Regions from separate parts of the Zea mays genome. Here region 2 is linked to region 1. A link is a contact called in public Hi-C data. All regions are on one chromosome and are shown on one strand. The core of a region is the stretch at or near the end of the contact, and the rest is flanking DNA. Distances in the headings are between cores, read along the strand shown.

The links. Hi-C and Micro-C count contacts between places; a contact is called where the count stands out from the background.
Region 2: a Hi-C map of leaf shows a contact between it and region 1, with 7 times the contacts expected there. The contact joins the promoter of LOC103638720 here to the promoter of LOC100274790 in region 1. A contact is called at or near these places in 9 of 25 Hi-C or Micro-C datasets (bundle sheath, ear, endosperm and 3 more).

The regions. Positions count from the first base shown.
Region 1 is chr9:98,472,956-98,480,501 of Zm-B73-REFERENCE-NAM-5.0, forward strand. It overlaps LOC100274790, which reads right to left and starts at 3,719. Exons shown (of 1, transcript NM_001149071.2): 1 at 3,076-3,719. The coding sequence starts at 3,573. The coding sequence ends at 3,247.
Region 2 is chr9:98,681,302-98,688,847 of Zm-B73-REFERENCE-NAM-5.0, forward strand. LOC103638720 (transcription initiation factor TFIID subunit 1) reads left to right here and starts at 4,335. Exons shown (of 21, transcript XM_008661557.2): 1 at 4,335-5,415; 2 at 6,149-6,261; 3 at 6,873-6,935; 4 at 7,018-7,060; 5 at 7,216-7,467. The coding sequence starts at 5,364. It overlaps LOC103638719 (calcium-transporting ATPase 5, plasma membrane-type), which reads right to left and starts at 3,076. Exons shown (of 3, transcript XM_020544092.2): 1 at 2,950-3,076; 2 at 2,798-2,843; 3 at 2,544-2,720. The coding sequence starts at 3,029. The coding sequence ends at 2,559.

The DNA of each region.
Region 1 (7,546 bases), core at 2,469-4,968:
TTTAATTAGAACTTTATGTTTCCCTATTCACCCCCTCTACGCAACTTTCTGACATGATGTTTTCTAATTGGTCCACAAATGTCACATCAGCTAGATATTGTATTTATTGAATTTCAACCATTTGATGTCCAAAAAATAAACAAATAAAAAAGGAATTTGACCTATAATAGAGAGGAACATTTGTGTTCATTCACATCTCTAGCTCTTTATTTTACTCGTATCGCTTCCTTTTTAATTCTCTCCCTCTCCTTTTACTCCACTAAAACAATATCGTCTTGTATTCCTCGAGCTCTGTTGTTGATATGACTAAAGACGAGGTGTTCGATATGTTATATCAAACAATAATGGATGCGGCGGTGAAGCTTACCTCTAGGTCTTCTATAAGTGGGTGGTGAAGGGCGCAACAGCGGAGCTACGTCGACTAGAATTGTGAAACCACGCATAACTGACTAATGTAAGATTACTTTAATGACCCGAGCATCTACCCCGCCGCTTTACTCTCATCAAAGATACCATATGCAGAGGAGTTTTTTTTTTAAATCTTGGAGAGACTGGCCCCTCATTCCACTCTTAGAGTCATGCACTCTATTACACCGATTTCTCCCCCAACAAAATGCATCGCTACCCTCCACATTTTCATCTACGATAGTGTTGCTGACTCCACTGATGATTATATCAAAATGGAAAAAGCTCGGTCTTAGAGTGCCTTGAACATTTATGTAGGGGTGTCATTTTATGTTTTGGTGAGAAATATAGTTGTTGTCACACTATTAGCGATATTAGGCATCTTTTAGTTATTGGGGAGGAAAGGAGATTTTCTGGTATGATAGAGGGTATAGATTGAATGCATTGAAAGTGGAGAAATTGTCGCGTTGGATGAAAAGAACAGTTTATTAGGTGTTGTATTGGACCCTCGACCATCATGCTCAAGATGTTTGCCTCATATAACTTGTGGATTTGCATGTTTTTTGGGTAGCGGTGTCAAACAACAACGTTGACTTGCTCAACAAACAACCATTGTTCACTAACATACTCAAGGAAGAAACACCATATGTGAACCTCACGGTGAATGGATATGAGTACAATCAAGGATACTACCACACTAATGGCATCTACCCTCGGTTGTTGATGTTTGTGAAGACCATTCTCATCCCACATACTTCAAAGTAGTGAATTATTGTTACATGTCAAGAGGACGCACAAAAGAGCATAAAGAGAGTATCTAGGGTCCTTAAGGCTCGCTTCTATATCCTCGCTAGCCCATGTCATCCTTTTTTCCCACTAAGTACTTAATGTGATCATACGTGCGTGCATCATTCTACATGATATGATCAATAAGGATGAGTGTGAAGGAGCATACGAGTAAGGTTGCAATCCACACTAGTTGGGTCCATGATCATTTGTGCCATGACCGTTAGATTTTCTATAAAATTATGCAAATTGTTGGCTTCATGAATTATGCAATTTTTTTTATTTATGTTTCATGAATTCTATAATTTTGATTTGCTTAATTATATTTTAATAAAAATGACATGTTTCACCGCAACTAAAACTGTACAAAAGAAAAGTTGATGTAACACTGAGTTGGTTTAGCCTAAAGTAGATAAGGGTTAACATTAAGGTCAAAGTACATAAGGGTTAACGAGGATCCATACTTAGATATGGCAATGGGCCCCATCCTCAATTCACAGCAGGAAATTCAAAGTTTCTTCTCCCACAAGGATGTATACGCGGAAAAAATCTCCCCCCAGTGGATAAACAAGGACGAGAAAACATTCTCCATCATCATTCCCTGTAGAGACCCATTAAACTTGTACGTGATGATGTTTTCATGTAATAGTTAATGATAAAGATAAATAATTTAACTTGTCAAAAGATTTGACAATATGTTCGTTTTGATATACCCATAATGTTTTTTGACATCTGACGATGAGTATAAATAATAATGTTTTGCATTAATAATAAAGATATACGTTTTAATTATAATTTAAATGATGAGTATAAATAATTAGCTTAGGCTTTGTTCGTTTACACCAATCCCGCTCTGGATTAGCATGGATTGGAATTAAATCCATGCCTCAATCCATGCCCCAAAATAATCCATGACTACTTAATTTTTTTTATTCGGTTAAACCCATCATGGAATATAACCCAAAGGTTTGGGAATTTTTTAAACTATGGAAGACATGGATTCTATCCATAGCCCATTAGGTATGGAACAAATCCATGAGATATTGCACAAGTTTACATTAGAATCCATGGATCAAAAGAATAACTAGCTTTGAAAGTCACATGGATTTGTTGATGGATTTAATCCCACCATGGGATTGGGTGTGAGATATGGATTCACCCAATCCATACCCGGATTAAATCCATGATGGGATTATATCCCATGTAACCGAACAAGGCCTTATCAGGATTTATTCCAGCGGGAAACATGAATGGAAAAAACTGTTCCATGCAAACCTTCGTAAGGATTATAGTGGAGATTTTTTTTAGCGACGACGTGGATGGGAGTTATTCCCGACGGGAATTTTCTCCTTGCCATCCTTATCCATATCAGAGTAACATATAAAATTATATTAGTATTTATGATCTTAAATAAATATTATTAGAGAAATTATATTATACATTTTTATAGTAAATTATTTAAAGATACAAATATTAATATCATCTTACAAAGAATTAATTAAGCTTTTTTTTTGGAGGGGACGAGACACGGGTGCTACGTCAACTAGTACTCCCAAGTCCCAACAACCAAGTGGACTCATGAGTCAGCAACGCGACAGCGGATCATTCGCATTGCTTTCTTTCCCCTACAACTTCATCACGGCTTCGTCACCAGCCGCAAAATCCGCTAGCTTCGTCGATCACACGCGCGTCCATATGTAGCAGCAGATCTTTTTTTCCATTCCGAAGGAGATTTTTTTGCTTTATCTCAGACAAAAGACATCTAACGGATAAACAGAGGAGATTCTCGGCGAGGAGATATTTCTTTCTGGAATCGAATCCCCGATTTCTAGGGTTCATCACCGCCACTTCCAATCTGATGGAACACTCTGAATGCTGGTACTATGACAAGAGTAATAATACTATATACATAAAACGCGCTAGAGTACGTCGCTGCACAGAGGAGCTTAAGAACTCTGTCGCTCGTTTAGTAGATCGTACAGTTAAAGGAGGGGGCCCAAAAAAATTACAGAAGTCGGCCAAAAAAATTACAGGAGAGCCATCACGTTCTACGTTCTAGGCGATGGCCGTGGTGTGTTGCCGCTGGGTCCCAACCGCGGCAGCGGCGGCCGGCGAGGACGGGAGGCGCGCGTTGAAGTTCCTGTACCGGAAGACCGCGGCGGGGTCCGCGTACGCGTCGTCGTCGTCGCCCTCGTCGAAGTTGAGCGCGTAGCTGAGCGCGTCGTAGCGGAACTCGCCCGCGGCCGCGGCCGCGCCCCGCCGCCGCCACCTCGTCCTCTCCGGGCCGCCGCCCGCGCCGAAGCAACAGCACACCGTGGTCCGCAGCTTGTCCCGCAGCTTCGACGGGGACGACGGCGACGAGGCCTCCCCGGCGGCGTCCATTGATCTCGCCAGTTCCGGACTGAAAACGAAGGGTCTCTTCTGTTCCCTGGTCCTTCTGCGATTTGGGAAGTGGAGGAAAGAAGTGCTGCTGCGTTTTGGGAAGTGTAGATGCGTTGCGATGCGTGAAGGAAAAGTGGTTTTGCGTTGGAGGCAAGGGGGAGGTAGCAGTTCGCTTTAATAAGGAGGCGGCCCGCGCCGCGCTGCGCTGCGCCTGAGTCGGGCGGGAAAAGGACGGATAAGGACAGGCGGCCGGGGCCGCGTGGGGTGTGGGGTAAGGCGGGCTGGCGGGCGGGCGACGGCGTGAGTTGCAAGCGACTGAGAGGTGGGTCCACGCGCGAGGGACAGCGGAAGGAGCCGTTACGCGTGGGGTAAGGCGGGCTGGCGGGCGGGCGGGCGGGCGACGGCGTGAGTTGCAAGGGACTGAGAGGTGGGTCCACGCGCGAGGGACAGCGGAAGGAGCCGTTACGCGTGGGGTGAGACGGGGGCTGTCCGGGGATTTCCGCGGCGGAGGCCTTGGAGGGCCTGTCTGGCGGCGTGGGGCCCACGTTTCGGGGTAGGGTGGTACAGTGCAGGTCCCCGCGGCGGAAGTGGCAGGACGATCTCGGGCTCGGCGTTGCTGCCGATAGGATCATAGGATCCGCACGCGCCCTCTCTAGTCTCTACCAAAGCATTTCTTCGATCAAACTTTCATTCATTAGCCATCGAACGTTAAAGCACCTGAACGGACGAATCCACAATTTTTTAGATAATCTATGTCTAAATATTTAAAAAATCTTAAATCCTAAAACACCTTGCAGGTAAAAAAAACTCTCTCTTTGCACATTGAAAACTTTGAAATCACAAGTTTGAAACTTTTCTAATTGTTATATCCAACATTATACTTCCAGATCTAAAACTTTGCACTGTAAATTTGTTTGCCTTGAGCTATCGCATTATAATTTTGCATTGTTATGTTTAAAACTTTAGTATTTTAAAACTCTACACCTAAGTTTAGGAACTTTATACAAGCCCATTTCAAATATCCCACCTGGAGATCTAAAACTCGTACATCTAGAATACAACTTTGTAATTCGAAACTTTGTACTCTTGATTTTGAAAAATTGCACTACCATATTTCAACAAGTGTGCTATTAGGTACAAGCTTTTATAATCACATATTAAACTATTTCAAAACATATTGTTGAGCACTATTAGTGTCACTGGGCATTACCGGACGGTCCGTCATTGAGGCCTGGACGATCCGTCTTGCAGACAGTCCGACCATAGGCACGGGCGATCCGCGGTAGGAATAGATCAGGCGATTAAACTCCTATATCCTCGTGTTTTATCCCTCTAATCTCGCGGGAGCTGTTGGAGGACGACTAGGAACGGGTCTAGACCTTACCCCTATATATTTGAATGGGTACAACCGATTAAAATAGTAACAATCGAATCAATAATAAATTTATTTTTTGTTCTTTACCTTTTGGCCTGCTGACCCAAGACAAACCCTAGATTCTCTCCTTCCCGATGGGGTCTCTCTCGGGAGCGAGATCCAGGCGTGGACCACCCGACCATTAGATACGAACCGTCCGGCTCGTCGACAAAAACCCTAGCCTCTGCGCTACGTCACGGACCGTCCGCGCTTCCGCAGAGACTAGAGAGGACGTCGCCGATACTCATCGCAGTGAATGGTGTCTAGATCGGTGCCAACACATATGCAACATGAGTATGTTTGTTTTGATTTTTATCATAATGGAATGTATCCGTGCAAACAAAATTAAAAAAAGATGGTCATAAAGAATTAATACATTTTAAATAGATAAACAACTTTTAAGAAAAGGAGACAATTTTTTGATCCTTGGTCACACAAAAATGTGGATTTTCCACGTCCGAACAGAAAAGGGACTAAAAACGGAGGCGTGCTTTTTATCTGCCGTCACGTGAAAAAGTAGATTTCCCATGTGGGTAGAAAACAAAACGTACAAAAACGATCGAAATGAACCGTGTATTGATAACTATGACAGCACATGTGACTTAGGCTATTTTCATCAGTCTTCTTATTTAAATCCCTATTTTGCTTTTTTATTTCAAACTTTAATTTATAAATAATATAATCTATAATATAAAATAATAATTCACACAAGATAGCAAGAACTTGGTGATGTCGGCGCCTCGGCGGCGGATAAGGTTGCCCTGCACTCGAAAGAGCATGCACCTCATGCTCAACTGGAAAGAGATACTTGTTGAGTTGCATGAGTACTGACGGTCAAAGGCGTGCACCACGTCAGCTCAACTCCAGCTCCATCATCGCCGTGCGGCTAATCTGCGGCGCTCGCCAGTCGCCCATTGGACAGAGGCAGAGTAAGGCTATCCGCACTCATTCAACTCTAAATTTCTACCCTAAAAAGAATATTCTATCCTTGTCAGCAAAATTCTTTACTCTATACCACAATTCTCCACAGTCATATTTACTCCATATCTCAACTCTATATCAACTACCATATATTATATTATTTCTTTTTTCATTCTCTACCCTTTCCCACCCAACTACCAGTACAGACGAACTGCCGCACCTGCTGCCTTGCATGCCGCCAACGGAGAGGAGCCACGCCGAGAGGATAGCGCAGCCGCTGGTAGAACGCTACATTTGAAGTTTTGCCATGCCTCGGCGACGGTGCAGTCACGGATACAGTTGACCGCTGCAGTTGAAGAGTAAACGCTATCTCGATACAGTTTTGCGTGGAGCGCGCGACTGCGGGCAGCCTAATATCCTATCCAAACAACTAGAGTACACTCGAATTCACTGTCAGAGCCTGAAAGGAACTCATGCCTGTTTCGGCAAATGTATCTTTATCTAATTACTGCTCCGTCATTCTCTTTTACAAGAGATAACATGACACGGTCTCTTCAATTATTATTAACTATCTATTTATTTTTTCTATATTATTTATATTTACAGACTTATATTAACTGGATAGTAGATTTAGTTATAAATATAAACATATGCTGTTTTAATAACTATAAATTATTAATTAAATCATTGATCAAAGGTTTAAAATTTAACCATTCATGCGTATGTGCGCTTTATAAAAGAGAGAGGAGACATCTACCACATGATTTTGAGAAAAATATTACGTACGTACAGCAAGATCAATTGAGAAAGTACACAACATGACAACAGAGAGTCAGAGGCTCAGAGCCATAATCTGCCCAATGTTCTTGTTGGCACACCAGCACTTAGTGTTGGATATCGAGCCAACTCAGCTCGACTCGTTCGAGTTCGAGCTGTCTCGTTTAGCTCGTGAGACAGAGCAGAAAAGCAATATATATATATATATATATATATATATATATATTATTTCAAACTAATTTAATAATAGAAAATATTAATTATACTCACAGTTTCAAAGATCACATTAGTGTAGCACCAAATTGGCATAACTCAGCACTTATCAATTCACAATTCATACGTATGTTTATCAGTTTAATCCATAGTTATACTCATAGACCAATTTAACACATATACACAATTCATTAATCATTAATTTAACTCATATTTCATAGACACCACATATACATATAACATAATTCATCAATTGTTATTGTTACGTAAATAATATGTATATAGTTTCGTTTTGCTGAAATGTGATAGCTTGTTTAGCTCGCGAGTTGGCTCATTAACGATCCGAGCTAAGATATGTACTTTGCTCATGAAAAAAATTCAAACGAGTCAATCTAAACCGAACTGACCACGAATCAAGCAAACCAACGAGACACAAGTATTTTGTCCAGACCTACCAACACTAGCCTGCTGCGGAGAGTACCACGAGAAGGTTTGACCGGCGACGGCGCATCCACGTCAAACGTCGCAGAGCGACCGATCGCAAGTGCCTTAACGCGGGCCTTCTCGTCCAACCGCAATACAATGCTACACGCTTTTGACGCTCTGGAGTCTGGACGGCCTCGCAGTCGCGGCAAACTGGATACGGTT
Region 2 (7,546 bases), core at 3,085-5,584, 210 kb after region 1:
GCAACCCGGTCAAGCTTCTCCTATAAATCATGATATTTACCATGGAAAGAATTTACTTATCCATAGACATAATACTATGTTTATCGCACATTGAATTGAATAAGGTTTTCAAAATGATATCTACTATTGCTACAATGTTAATGATTGTTCAGATGTTCATGGCATACCTTTTTTATCATGTTCCACTAACCATCCTTTGGACAACAGAAACTGTCAGATCCAGTGCCACGGTACTTCAGCTACATAAACAAAAAATAGAACATGGTTATTATTATTATTATTAAAAAATGCATCAGATTTGCAAAAACAAAACAAAACAGAATGACATATGGAAGAAGGATTACAGTGGGAGCTGGCAGAACTCTAGCCTGAACTGAAGTAGGACGATAATCAACCTCCATGCCAAATTCACTTGCACGCTCAGTTTTATTGTAGTCATTTTGCTCAACAATCTAAGCAAAAGGAATTTAGAGAGCTTTAAGTTTGTTTTCCAATAGTTTAATCAGATAAAACACAAAAAAATACAGAAATAGCAAGAACCTGACAAATGTTGTCCTCGCGGAGAGATGGGCGCTGGCAGGTGGAGTCCATTAGTTTAGAGACCTGTTGGCCTTCCAACTTCTTCCGGTATTTCTGTTCAGCTACTATCTTGCAAACCTGAAATCCAAATGGAAATTAAGAAACAAGAGCAGACTATAGAAGGTAAAAGAGTCCTGAAGCATAGGCTAAGGTTAGTCCAAGTTCATAGTTAGCAAACCTCCATAGGGAGGTAATTCGGCCTCTGATCACTGCCAACTTGGAGGCATGGGAGAAAATCATAGTGCATTTCCAGATGGTATGCCTCTCTGAAGTAATCTGCTACGGACTTCTGAACTCCAGCAGATGATTCAAAGCTGTTGATTTGAAGAAAAAAATATTAAAATAAACAATAACTGCAAGAAGTTGATCCCGACATTTCTGAACTGGGCAGGCTAGGATGTTCTATTGATATATTCAACATAGGAAAAAGCGTGAGGTCCTACAACTGTGAAGATGGAGGACTGTTTGTGAAGCTGGCAATCCGGTACTTCTGGCGTGTGTCTCCTCGGTGTGTGACTTCAATCCTCACACCCTTGAGGGCTTTCTTGAGCTGCAAACTCAAGCCTCATCCATCACAAGTGTGATCATGCACAATGCTCTTTGTGTGGGATCATAGCGGGCGGTAGGGGATTGCGGAGGGCGGTTGGGGATTGCGGCGGGCGGGCGTGGGGGAGGCGGGGGCCCCTATCCTTATCTAGGCAGAGGTTGCGGAGGGCGGCTGCCGCGGCGGCGGGGATCACGGCAGGCGGTAGGGGATTGCGGAGGGCGGTTGGGGATTGCGGAGGGCGGGCGTGGGGGAGGCGGGGGCAGTCTACAATGCTCTTTGTGTGGGAAAAATGCCTACCTTGACAAGATCCATGGAAGTAATACTTCTAAAGGTCCTGTTATCTTTGTTCAGAATCTCCATCACAAAGTCAATCAGTGGCAGGGGTCGAATGAAAGCTGATGAAGAAATGTCTGCAATGGAAAATATGCAGCCGTCAACAACTTAAAACATATAAAAAATTGAAACACAAAAGTACAGACGTTTCAATTGATCTCACTATATGCCAACCAGCCATATGAAATCAAATTGCACAGGGCTGGTCATTTCTAACATATAAGCATCACAAACGTGTTTTTTCTCAAGATATCACAGAAAACTTGGACAGTGCATACCTCACAAGGCCGATAGCAACTGAAACCAACCAGTCTCCAACCAAGCCTCACTATTTTGAAGAACTTCCCCAGGAACTGAATTATCAGTATCTGCCAAAGACGAGAGCAACTTTATAACCATGGACAGAGGTGATACCAATGGAGAGAATCTATATCGTCTGTTACCTGAAATACTGTCGTTATACCGATTATTCCCATGAACAGGTGATTCTTCGTGACCCCTTTGAAGACATTCTTTTCCTCGGGTTTTCGTGCATTGAACTCATTGAAGATCTGGCATAAAAAACACACCCAAGTTAACTCAAACCTTCGTTCCAGATCTACATGGAGTTAACACGGGCCATAAATCATCAAAATAATCTATATTTTCATAGCAAATTCACTCTGGTATGGTTCAACTTCGTACAAGCAAGACAACAGGTTAATATATGGTCAGTCAAGGGCCTAGATTCTAGGAGGTTAAAGCTGGCCACATTAAATTACTGGAACAAACCAAAATGCAAAGAAAAATAGTGAGTCACTGAAAATTGACCAAAAACAGACCAAGTGAAGCGCATATAACCAGCTTCCACATAACTTATGCCATACCTGAAATTCGACTATGGTAAAGCAATGAATAGCTTATAACGAGTCCTTACGTGAAGAAAAATATCCATGTAGTATCAATGCTAGGGTACACATTAGTCCCTTTTGGGGGAAAACTACTATCAATTTATAGTCAACTTAATATTGATTCTTTTCTTTTGGGAACAATCCAATGTCAGTATGTATTTGTCTAAAAGGTGAAGCAAGATTCGTCCACTAATGTTCTGTTATGATTCTTAAATTATTGAAGAACAAATACTCCACTGGCAAAATACAAATGTGTTGAAGATGAAAGTATTTGTTACCTTCTCAGCATCAGATCGGCTTTCATTCTGCAGACGCAGAATCCTTACTCCATCAAAATCGAAAATCAGAAGAATTGCTACTTGGTAAAGGGCCTGTGTAAAATTCCAAACATATCAGAACAACAAAGAGTTTTTAACAGAATCCAATTGTATAATGAAGGAATACTAACCTGAACAAACAAGTTTCTCCACATGATATTTGTAACAAGAGGTTCCCTGCAGTAGAAAAGTATGGGTAAAAATGTTTCCAAATTCAAAAAGCATAGTATATAGGTATTGGACACAATGTTGTCAACAAGAAATTTTGGATCATTTGACATGCCTTCGACCAACAGGATTTCTCTTCATAAGGTTGTCTGTTGGAGGCTCGGTTGCTAATGCAAGAGCTCCAAGTGTGTCCATTATGAGGTTCACCCACAGAAGCTGAAAAGTGAAAGAAGTATATGATACTGATGAGAAACAGCCTGGAAATACATGTGTCTCAGGTAAAATGTTGTGTCCAGCTATTAAATGCACTCGGCTACTCCACTGTACTACTGGAGTAGTACGCTGGTAGGACAGGAGCAGGAGCGGGACCTCACACCGCACCTGGAGCTGGAGGCTGGAGGAGGAAGAAGGGGCACGCTCACTCATCACAAGTCACAGCCACACCACACATGAGCTGTGGCATTAATGGATCATCATCAGAGGAGGAGGGGAAGTAAGCGGTCCGGGTCCCAGCCCTCCTCTGAAACGAACCAAACAACCTAGACCAGGTAGGAGGAAGATGGAGATTCATGGAAAAGGGAGAAAAGGTAGCAAAGGATCGGCTCATCTCCTCTCCTCTCCTCTGACCCTGTCCAACTGTCCCGGTCCCTGTTCATGCTAGCTCTGGCTGCGTCTGCTAGTATAGGAGAGCAAAATACAATCCAATCCAATTCTATGCAGTAAGCGCTACCTACAAGCTCACCTTCACGTACATGGGCCCAGCTCCGGACGCGGCCTCCTCCGTCGGCGCCTTGCTCCTGGAGGCGCTCGCAGCGGCGAGGGGACCTCTCCAACCACCTGCGCTCTGCACGGATCGAGAGCGCACTGCATCGGTCACCCGCCCCGGCGGGGTCCAGCGGCCTGCGAAGATATCGAGGTCCGGCGGGAATAGGGACTCGACGGCGAGGTCGGGAGGAGGAGCGCGACGCGGGGGCCTGCTGCTGCGCCGCCATCTTTGCCTCCGGCGTCACCGTTGTCGTCATGGAGCCCGCGGGCTCGGTCACCTCGAGGTCGTAAGCCGCAAGGCCAGAGGCGAACCTCCGTGTGGCGGTGGCCGGTGTAGATGGCGCGATGGCTACACAAGTGCGGATGATCGAGGGAGGAGGGCGCCCCCTATCCTTATCTAGGTAGAGGTTGCGGAGGGCGGCTGCCGCGGCGGCGGGGATCACGGCGGGCGGTAGGGGATTGCGGAGGGCGGTTGGGGATTGCGGCGGGCGGGCGTGGGGGAGGCGGGGGGCCCCTATCCTTATCTAGGCAGAGGTTGCGGAGGGCGGCTGCCGCGGCGGCGGGGATCACGGCGGGCGGTAGGGGATTGCGGAGGGCGGTTGGGGATTGCGGAGGGCGGGCGTGGGGGAGGCGGGGGCAGTCTACATTAGGCTCTTAATAGTTGTAGAGATTTCTTTTATACGTTTATGGGCTACCGCGCCTTATTTTACTGGGATAGTCGACCCGATTGCTCGTGCTCGTTCTCCGTTATGGGCCGCAAATTCTTTTCGGCCCGGCCTGGCCCGCCTCTCGGCGCCCGGCACGCGCCGGCGCCGCAGTCGGCGCCCCAGCCCCTCCCTGCCCTCCGCTTTGCTCTCCATCTAGCCCCCACGACCCTCCTCTCCGCTCGTCCGCCACCGCCACCGCCACCGCCACCGCCGCGCCGCTTCTCGTCGTCGCCAGAAACGAAGCAGGGCTCCGCGCTACCCCGCTGATCTTGCGCTTGAAGATCAATCAGTCCGTTGACGCAGTTCTCTACGTGCAGGGGCGGAGGGCCCATTATCCATCTGGCCCAAGCGCCTCGCCCTTTCTCCACGACTTCAACCCAGGCAGCCTCCGCCCCGTCACCCGCCGCCGCGGTCACAGACCTCTGCCGTCGACCCACGGACCGCGGTCCGGCTCCAGCCTCCACCCGCCCGCCGTCCTCCTCCGTCGCGACCCGCGGACCGCGGTCCGGCTCCAGCCTCCACCCGCCCGCCCACCGCCCACCGGCTTCCGGCCTCCGCCCGCCGTGGGCGGCCTCTGCCCTCAGCCCACCTGGCCATCTCCGCATCCGGCCCCCGGCCTCCGGTCTCCAGTCGCCCCCGGCTTCTGGTCTCTGCCCCCGCAGTGGTCGTGCCCCACTGGGCTGAGGAGGAACAGCTTCCGGTTCCTGGTGCTGATCTTGAACGGCGCGGCGCTCAGGTCGGAGGAGGCGTTGCCGGCGAGACTGAGGTCGCAGAAGGAGCCATACCAAAAAAAATCGTCCTCCGCTACTGCCTACGTGACAAAAAATCCTGCGGAGACCTGGCAGAAGTCGCCCGGTCTCCCCCGCCTCTGGCTTGGCCTCGCCATTTACGCTACACCTTGAGATTTTTATTCACTCCATCCAATCTGGCCCTGCGTTTCTAGATTTTGCGAGGGAAGACGCCAATTAGGAGCCTGAGGGTGCGACGGCCTAGGGTTTGTAGCTACTGGTGTCGTCGCGGCCTGTGGAGGCGGTAGGGGACAGCGACATCTGCAGCCATGGACGACAGCGAGCTCCATGAAGAGGAGAACCCAACCAATAGTGCCGTAGGTGAGCTTGACGATGCCCAGGACTTCATCACAACCAGTTATGCTTTTGGTTTGGTGTTGGTGCAAGTGCCGATGTCGGGCCGATTAGGGTTGTCAAATAGCTGGGCTCTGATGTGTTGGGTGTGCTATGTTAGCTAGTGTATTTGCTGGGCTTTGTGCACGGATCTGTGGTGCCTGTTTACAAATGGGATTTGATAAGCCGATGGCATGCTGTTTGGTGCTATATAGGATTAAATGTTCTTTTTTTATGTGTGGAAAATTTTAGTTGCTGGAGCTACAGGTAGCACCCATGTAAGATGAGGTGGTTAGCATGCTGATCTGCTATGGGCTTGTAATTGTGAAGTTGCAACCTTTAGAGTCAGGCTTTGAGAACCATAAAACTGCAAAATGGTTTTGAGTATGAAGATGATCCTCTGCAGGGTTAATGGTTCCATGATGGTCTTCTGTATTTTATGTGACGTGTTGAAATTAATTTGATGAAATGTTGGTTGAAACTAGCATTGCGATTCTCCGATGCTGCATTTTAATAATACTGAAAACATGTAACCCTCTGTTTGGGAATGCATTATGTCATCATTAACCCTCAGATTCTTAGTTATCTTAACAATTTCCTGAGGTCACTCCAAAACTGGACTCATTTGAAGCTAAGTGCAATTGATTGATTGAAACTAGCAATGAGTTTGTTTGAATAACCCCATCTTACTTATTAGTTATTACTGTTGTCATCCTTACAGATGACGATGACGACGAGGATTATGAGGAGCCTGGTGGAGGAAATCACTTATTGGGGTTTATGTTCGGCAATGTAGATGATTCTGGTGATTTAGATGCTGACTATCTTGATGAGGTAGACACTTCTTTATCTGTTTTTGTTGACATGCAAATGTCCTGTTTTTTGTTGTTTTTATTATTTTATTTCATGTGTCTGTCTCTAGGAGATGACATTCATTTTATTCGTTTCACCTTTTCAATTGTGTGGATGTCTGATATCTGTATCTGTTTTTGATCTTAGTGCATTCTCAATTGGTCATGATTTTATACAGATTTAACTTCTTTGTTGGTTCTCTTTTTCTTAACATTTTGATCCTTAGACTTGTGTTTTAGGGTGCTCGGTTGCTTTATAGGAACCATCATCACTATAAGAACCATATTCCTCTGATTAAATTAATTTAATTTGAGTTCTGGAAATGATGAGATAGGGAAATTCAATGCGACGAAACCAAATTTCTCAGTCCATGCATTGTAATTTTCTCGTAATTTGGATGTTTTTTGAATAATAGTTAGTAGAACTCACTAAATTTTAGCCAGAATAAAGGTTAGTTGCTAAACCTTAGGGTACTTTGGTTTTATTGTTTTTCCATTGTCTGCAGGAAACAAAGTCATTGTTTATTGTTTAGTTATGTTTATAATGCAATTTGGATGTTGCATTTATTTATACTTTTATTTTGCTTAACTCAGGATGCAAAGGAACACCTTTTTGCACTGGCAGATAAGCTTGGTCCATCTCTCAAAGACATTGACGTAAGTTATCTTATGCGTATAGTTAATCTTACTTATCTATTTCATTACCAAACAAGTTAATACTATGTTGTTTGCTAATTAGCTAATGAAGTCTTCTCCAGCACCAACTGATCCTTCCGAACAAGGTTAGTGACATATTACTGTTTCCATATAAGCTGCACCTACAGTTTTGAGAGTTATTCATCAAGCCAACTTTGCCATTGCTTAGGAAGACCTTATTCTTCTTTTTCGTGTCAAACTATGCACATAATTGATAACACATCTTTTTGTTGTTATGTAGACTATGATGAGAAGGCAGAAGATGCTGTTGATTATGAAGATATTGATGAAGAATATGATGGACCTGAAGTTGAGGCAACTACAGAGGAAGACAATGTGTTGTCAAAAAAGGATTACTTCTCTTCATCTACAGTGTATGCATCAGTCAACAGTACAGTTTCAGTGTTTGACGATGAAAACTACGATGAGGAAGAAGAACCACCCAATGATAATGAGCCTCCTGGTGATAGTGCTGCCCAAAATTTATCTTCAGGTGATACTGGATAATGTGCCTAATGTTTTCAAGTTCCATTTATGTTAGCATTCATCCTATTTTTCTTACTACTTTATCG